2 separate regions of the Danio rerio genome follow, and region 2 is linked to region 1. Evidence: chromatin contacts called from public Micro-C data. All regions are on one chromosome and are shown on one strand. The core of a region is the stretch at or near the end of the contact, and the rest is flanking DNA. Distances in the headings are between cores, read along the strand shown.

Region 1 (3,847 bases), core at 193-2,692:
AGATGGCAGCAGTCCGCATGGGCTCCGCTCCTTCATCCAAGATCTAGCAACCAACACACACACGGCAACAATTGGACTCTCAGGGCAGGAAGGAGGATGTGTGTCGCTCACAGGAGAGAGCAAATGATATTTGGGGGTAGAGTGACTGAGAAGTCCGAATGAAGTTATCCAGGAGGGTTTGTTTGGAGGGACCGTGAGCGTCCTGCGCGTCGTCTGATCTTTTGAAGTGTGTGTGTGAGTGTGTGTGTGTCTGTGTGTGATCGGACAGCAGCGCGTGAGTGCGCGAACGAAGGGGGACGGACACACCGACACCTTCAAGTCACCATAAAGCATGTGCTGTGCGTATAGAGCATTTCACACAATGCAAAGCAATGAAAGTTTTCTGCAACTTGTGTTTAGTGATGCTTGTGCCTCCTTTCTCTCTTTGCTTTAAGTTTTTATAGGCAGATCTTCCGAGCTACTTCGTGAGTGAGTATGATGGATGTAAATACAGGATTCATAATTTCTTCGCTGTCTGACTTTTACTGAATGACCAAATCTAATTAAGAACATTTACTTTTCTTCGGAATGTATATAAAATCGTTGCTGTTTTGCACATTTATAAAAGACGGTGTTAATTAAGATTGTATTGTAAATGTTCTTATTGCAATTATATTCTTAAAAGTACAAAACATTGCGTTTTGCGTTTGTGCAAATCTGATAAATTCTTGTCATAATTTTTACATTTAAAATCTGAAATATTTAGTTTATCCTAGTGTAAAAAATATGCAACACTGCGAAGACGAATTCTTAAAAATAACAATTGTAATCCAAGCATGATAAGCAAACAAATAAACAAGGCACATTACCCCTCTCGTCACAGTGATGTAAGTCTTGCAGGATTCGTGGATGCTGATGACAAAATTAAACTGTCTTCAAAATTCTTTTTTTATTTATGCATTGAAATCTGTTTGAATGTTTACTGTAAAACTATTAGTCAAGTACCTTGCATCTAAAATAGCCTAAATAAACTGATCAAAAAGATGTTCTTATATTGTTGTCTGTCGGGAATGCATTCGTTTATGAGATCCGCGTAAACATGCACTGATAAATGTAACGAGCAAAATCATCATCATCATCATCCTCATCATCATTCCTGCGTGAAGCTGCCGGTGTGTCAGCATCCGTGAGGCGCGCGCACCTTTCTCACCTGCGCCGGCTGAAGCCAAGTTGATTGCAATCTCACATTCAGGTGGGGATTTAAAAAAGTAAAATAAGGTGTATAAAAAGCATCCACGAGGACTCAAGTACACACGAAACAGGCTCACCTACCCGATTCTATATGAAAATTCCCCAAAGAGCCGGTTAGAGGGGAGGAAAACGCCACAGAGATGTTTGGAGCGCTGAGGAGGACTCTGCTCTATAATGAGGGACCGTTATTCCTGATGGACAGGTTTGGACTGATCTCTGTGAGCCACAACACGGAACAAACCTGAGGACGCACTGACGTGTTCCGCCTCTTCAGATGACATTTCTGCGCTCTCTCTTTTACTTTTGCGCTCCGAGACTCTGACACACACGCCACCTATCTTTACACGGCGGGATAGATGGAGAGACGCCGAAGTCGTCTGATGATGAACCAGATCAGGTGCTGCGCGCGTCTGTCGTTGGACAACTCAGGTGGGACTTTGGAAAGGTGAGGCGGTGGCGCGTTGGACACTCTATCCTGCAATCGGAACAGAGCAAAAAGGTTTGCACCACGAACATCGTCAGGACAGATGCTTTTATGGAAGAGGAGCTGAAAAGATGCACGAGAGGCTGCCGATGCTGCAGTGATCTGACAGGTAGCTCACCTGTGTGTGGTGTGTGCGCGCGCGCAGTTTCACCTGACATTTCATTGTACCTTTTTGTCTTGCGCGGTGATTGATGTCGCATTTCGGTACGCATGTCTCATGTATGATTCACTGTATAAAATAAGGGCTGTTTATGGGATAAACAGTGCAATTAAAAGTGATAGTTCTGAGACTTTATTTTGCGCACTTTAAACCAGAACTGATCGATTCGTCGCAGAAGGCGACCAAGAATCATTTAAACATTTAAGTATAACAACAAATGTAGCTTTTTTTCCTTTCAAACGTTTTTCCTCAACCATCTTCAATGCTTAATCTTTTATTTTAATGAAGCACTGCGGTTTATTAAAGGCGCTCTGATTAGTACAGCGTGAAGAAATTTACCCTCACTAAATTCATGCATTTGTTTTTGCATGGATTATAATTGACCAATAAAATGTCACTGCTGTTTGATGTACTCATTAAAGACCAATTGGATTTGACTAGAGGCGTTTATATTAATCAATACCTTTTATTTAAACAGCATTGCGCGCTTACATGGAAATTCCTCGTGCGCAGGGTGCATATAACAATAATAACAATATTAGCTATATTAATAATAATGATGATAATATTAAAAGTACATTTGTTTTGCAACATTTTATCGTTTTTTTCCTCATAAAACATAAGAACACTAGATATTGCGTAGACTCCTTCCCCTCTTCATGCTTTTTATTTTTATGAATGTGTGTTTGTGCCGCTGCTGAGTGTGGCGTGAAATTGGATCATAGTCGAGAGAATAAAACCCTAACCTAGAAATTTATTTGTGTCGATTAATTTTTTGTATTCTGAGACACTATGACCTATTTTTTTTCTTCTTTTTTTTTTTGGAGAAGTAAACGAAAGAATCGAGTGTAACAAGGACGGTGCTCAGCTAACCGTTCTGTGTGTGCTGTTGTGTCAATTGGCAGCAGAAGTTCTGCTGTATTACTCATTCACTTTGACTGGAATCAGCTCCCCTCGCGAGATTTCTCACTAATACATTCCTAGGATAAAACGGCATATATTCAATTCCTGATTCTCCAACTGCCATTCACAATGATAGAAACCAACGTGACCTCATATTCTTACGTTTCACCCACATATTTCTTTTCCCAAATGATCCCTTTGTCTCATTTATAACAAGATTCCTCTGCTCTCTCGCTCTCTTTCTCAGTCGTTTGCCCTGAATTTAGTTTTGTTAATTTGTTAGGATTTAATTATCACCACTAGTCTGATATTTGTTCTTGGCATCACAGGAAAAAAAGGAGGGGGGTCTTAAAAAATTAATACAAAAAGTCTTCTATTGATCAATCGTGAAATTTTGCTGAAAACTGAGCATTAACCGTGCACCGTTGAACCAGAGAAAACAAATCAAACTATCACAGTATTTACAGAGAGCAAAACATTTCAACACCTCCCGTTGCATCATCAGTCTGTGGGAGTTTATTGCTTTCAGAAAACAAGAGAGCAGAGAATTAAATCCTTCCTTCATTGTACACAGCATCACCAACAGGACATTTGACATGACATCAAATAACACTATCTCAGCATAGAGAAAAAAAGACAACAGAGTCAGCACTGAAGAACTAGTTAGGCCCTTTTACAGCACAAAAACCCAGCACATAGGCTGCTGACAAAATACCTGTGGGCGAGAGATGAAAAGAAGGAAGTTTTGCCACATCATACAGCACCATTTGCCCCTTACAGACCTGACTGACACAGTTTAGTCTAGGCGAAAAGAGTTCAAATTCAGCAAATTCGTGGAAATATAAAAGAGAACTGAGAGAATGAGTCAACAAAAACCTGAGGAAAGGTTTACCATACTGTGACCATGTGAGTTTCTAGTCACCTCCCCGGCAAACCAACACACACACACACACACACACATTATTGCCTAAGTGCATCTTGCAACACTGCAAGACACACAATCTGTGTATTAACTGCCCATCAAAGTAAAAAACAAAAAAATGTCCCCATTTTATTAGCATTCCCTGTGT
Region 2 (3,556 bases), core at 685-3,184, 210 kb before region 1:
AATCCAAATTATTATTAGACCCCCTTTGAATTTTAGTCTTTTTTTAAATATTTCCCAAATGATGTTTAATAGAGCAAGGAATTTTACACAGTATGTCTGATAATATTTTTTTTCTTCTGGAGAAAGACCGATTTGTTTTTTTTTTGTTTTTTGGTTAGAATAAAAGCAGTTTTAAATAAAAAAAACAACATGTTAAGGTTAAAATTATTAGCCCCTTTAAGCTATTTTTTCCTGATAGTCTACAGAACAAACCATCATTATACAATAACTTGCCTAATTACCCTAACCTGCCTAGTTAAACTAATTAAGCTAATAAGCCTTTAAATGTCACTTTTAGCTGAATAGAATTGTCTTGAAAAATATCTAGTCAAATATTATTTGCTGTCATCATGGCAAAGTAAAATAAATCAGTTATTAGAAATAAGATACTATTTATCTCATATCTATAGATAAAACTATTATGTTTAGAAATTTGCTGAAAGAATCTTCTCTCCGTTAAAAGAAATTGGGGAAAGATAAACAGGGAGGCGGGCGAAGCAGTGGCGCAGTAGGTAGTGCTGTCGCCTCACAGCAATAAGGTCGCTGGGTCGCTGGTTCGATCCTCGGCCTAGTTGGCGTTTCTGTGTGGAGTTTGCATGTTCTCCCTGCGTTCATGTGGGTTTCCTCCGGGTGCTCTGGTTTCCCCCCACAGTCCAAAAACATGCGGTACAGGTGAATTGGGTAGGCTAATTTGTCCATAGTGTATGAGTGTGTGTGGATGTTTCCCAGAGATGGGTTGCGGCTGGAAGGGCATCCGCTGCGTAAAAACTTGCTGGATAAGTTGGCGGTTCATTCCTCTGTGGCGACCTTAGAGTAATAAAGGGACTGAGCCGACAAGAAAATGAATTAATGAATAAACAGGGAGGCTAATAATTCTGACTTCAATTGTATATACATTTATTAAATCAAATTTCAGTAACAATTTTCATTTAAAATTTTTTAACTATATAAATACATAATTGCTAGGGTCAGACAGAATATGCAGACATCTTTTGCTATTCCTGTGCAAAATTTTGCAGAGTATTGTAAATAAAAACATAATATAAGAAATTCAAATTAGTTTTTGAATTTTTATTTAAAGTTTACAATATAAAACCAATTATTATGCAAACAAAGCAAGTCTCCCTCATCACATATCTACTAAAATACAGGAAATATTACTTTACAAACTGTATTATAAATAAATCAAATGAACATTTTCACATTAGCCAATAATATTACTAAAACTAATTAAAAAAACTGATTAAATATTACATTTACATTTAATATTACATTTAATAATACATTTACAAACATTTACACAAGTAAATAAATGATGGGCTGAAAATCTGCAGATTTTTGCATGCGCAGATTCAGTGTGGGCCACAAAAAACTAACAACAAATAATATCAAAAAAATTATTTATCATAGTTAATATTACGGTCAATATTTATTAATATATTTTTGGTAACACTATATTTTAAGGTGTACCTTTTATGTTCTGTTTAGTAACTAAAGTAACTCTAATTAATTATGCATAATTACATACAAATAATTCTAAACCTATCCCGCATTATAACCATAAAGAACATGTAATTATTTAATGTTACAGATATTGGTAAATAATTAACTACACTGTAATGACAACAACATAAATAAAATGTCATTGTTATTTTTGCAGTGAATTTTTAAATGAACTGACAATTACAAATGTTAATAATATTAAATGTTCAGAATGGATTGATCGTTGTTATAGTGTTTTTTATGCATTGCATAATGTCAAATAAGACCTCATTATAAAATGTTACCAGAATCCCTGTCATTCAAAACTATGCCTTTATTATTGATGTGTCTGACTCGTGCACCGTTCTCATGCTCAGCCAACGTAAATGTTTTTTTTTTCAGTGTCATAGCGATGCAAAAGCCGCCAGCACTGGTGCTTCCTGGAGCTGTTCAGCTGAGAATCAAGAACTCTCAGAGCAGCACTGGAGAAAGACTCAGCCAGACCAAATCTATGGTCCTGCCAGAGGCCGAAACACTACAGAAACCCGTGAGCATCAGCACAATCACACTCCTTCACAATCTCTGCTCATTCAGGAAATCAGTATGTATGAGTGTGCATGACTACATCTTCACATTCAACACCTAACCGGAAGCTTCCTGTTGCATTGGCTGTTTTAAGAAACACCCAGACAGAGAACAGCAGAGGGCAGAACAGCACTGCATTTATTGCTCTCAGCCTCCCACCGTTTCTATCCAAACATTAAATATCCTCCGCTTCTGTTTCACTTTTTACTGTGATGAAAATTTGGTGTTGTACATTTGCTGTACATTTATGAAAATCAAGGGGAGACACGGGAGGCAAAATACAGTTTTTTTCATGCAGTACTTTTCAATATTGAGATTTTGGGGCTTTTTAGTCTAATTTAATCAGCCTATGTCTGTTTTAATGACAATACATATTAAGCTATTTTCTTAAAAATACTCTTTTTTTCCTCCTTCCTCTTGCATTCATAAATTTTAATGCAGCTTTTACATACATGAAGCATCACAGTTTTATTTATATCTTTGTGAAGGTTTTTACAGAGAGATATGGATAATGGATACCTAATTTGCCTGATTGCATACAAAATATTTATAAAAAAATAAGATATTTTCAATTGTTTATGAATTGTGGAGTGATAAAACAGTAAAAACCCTTCACTCCAGTGTCTAAATTTAAAACTGTAAACCTGACTTCAACAAATAATGAGATTTTTGTGATATAAATGTGTGCAAATTAGTGCATAGTTACAGAAATAATAACTCATCTGCACATTTAAACACAGCATTTTAGAAAACCTTTGAATGTTCTTAATGTACATTTTATGTACAAAACAATTCGTAACATAATCACTAATCTGTAATAATGGTGATACATATTTTAAATACATTTTTTAATATACCTGCAGTGTCTTGCCAAACTGAAAATAAACCTTGCAATAAACAATTTGAGCAGGATTGTGATTGAATTAAATGTATTATTAGATATATTTGGAAATATACTTACTTAACACCACATTCTCTATTTTAGATCAACCGTCACCGGAGGAATCAGTCTCAGCATAACAGTGAAGTTTCTGTTGGGTTGCAGGTATGATCCAGTTGTGTTTTTGGAAATTAGCAATATTAAGATTGTTTTGGACAACACAAATCTAAACTGAAATTATCAAGAAGAAAAAATAACTTATTAATCAAATAAAATGCACAAATTAACCAGTTTGTTTTAATTTATTAATTTATTTTTGTCATTGTGTTTTCGTTTTTGTTACAGCCTGTTTTAAAAGGGGAATATTTGAACAAAGCCAAAATTGCTGAAGGAGGAAAGAAATTACGGTTCGTCTATCTGACTGTCTGTCTGTCTATCTGTATATCTAATAGAGCTGCTTCTGGATATACTGGTGATCACATTGTTTTTTTTTTTTATAATAAAATGCTATACATATGTAATTATACATAAATAAACATGTAATTATACATAATTACATATATGAGTGTG

The links. Hi-C and Micro-C count contacts between places; a contact is called where the count stands out from the background.
Region 2: a contact with region 1 is called in a Micro-C map of caudal fin, with 8 times the contacts expected there. The contact joins the promoter of arhgap15 here to the promoter of zeb2a in region 1. A contact is called at or near these places in 2 of 18 Hi-C or Micro-C datasets (caudal fin and hematopoietic stem cells) and 1 of 4 datasets of contacts at active chromatin or transcription factors (caudal fin).

The regions. Positions count from the first base shown.
Region 1 is chr9:27,400,691-27,404,537 of GRCz12tu, reverse strand. It overlaps zeb2a (zinc finger E-box binding homeobox 2a), which reads right to left and starts at 1,442. Exons shown (of 10, transcript NM_001135104.2): 1 at 1,312-1,442; 2 at 1-43. The coding sequence starts at 36. LOC141376135 (a long non-coding RNA gene) reads left to right here and starts at 357. Exons shown (of 3, transcript XR_012385403.1): 1 at 357-1,823.
Region 2 is chr9:27,615,849-27,619,404 of GRCz12tu, reverse strand. It overlaps arhgap15 (Rho GTPase activating protein 15), which reads left to right and starts at 1,934. Exons shown (of 13, transcript NM_001128555.1): 1 at 1,934-2,068; 2 at 3,092-3,151; 3 at 3,332-3,393. The coding sequence starts at 1,934.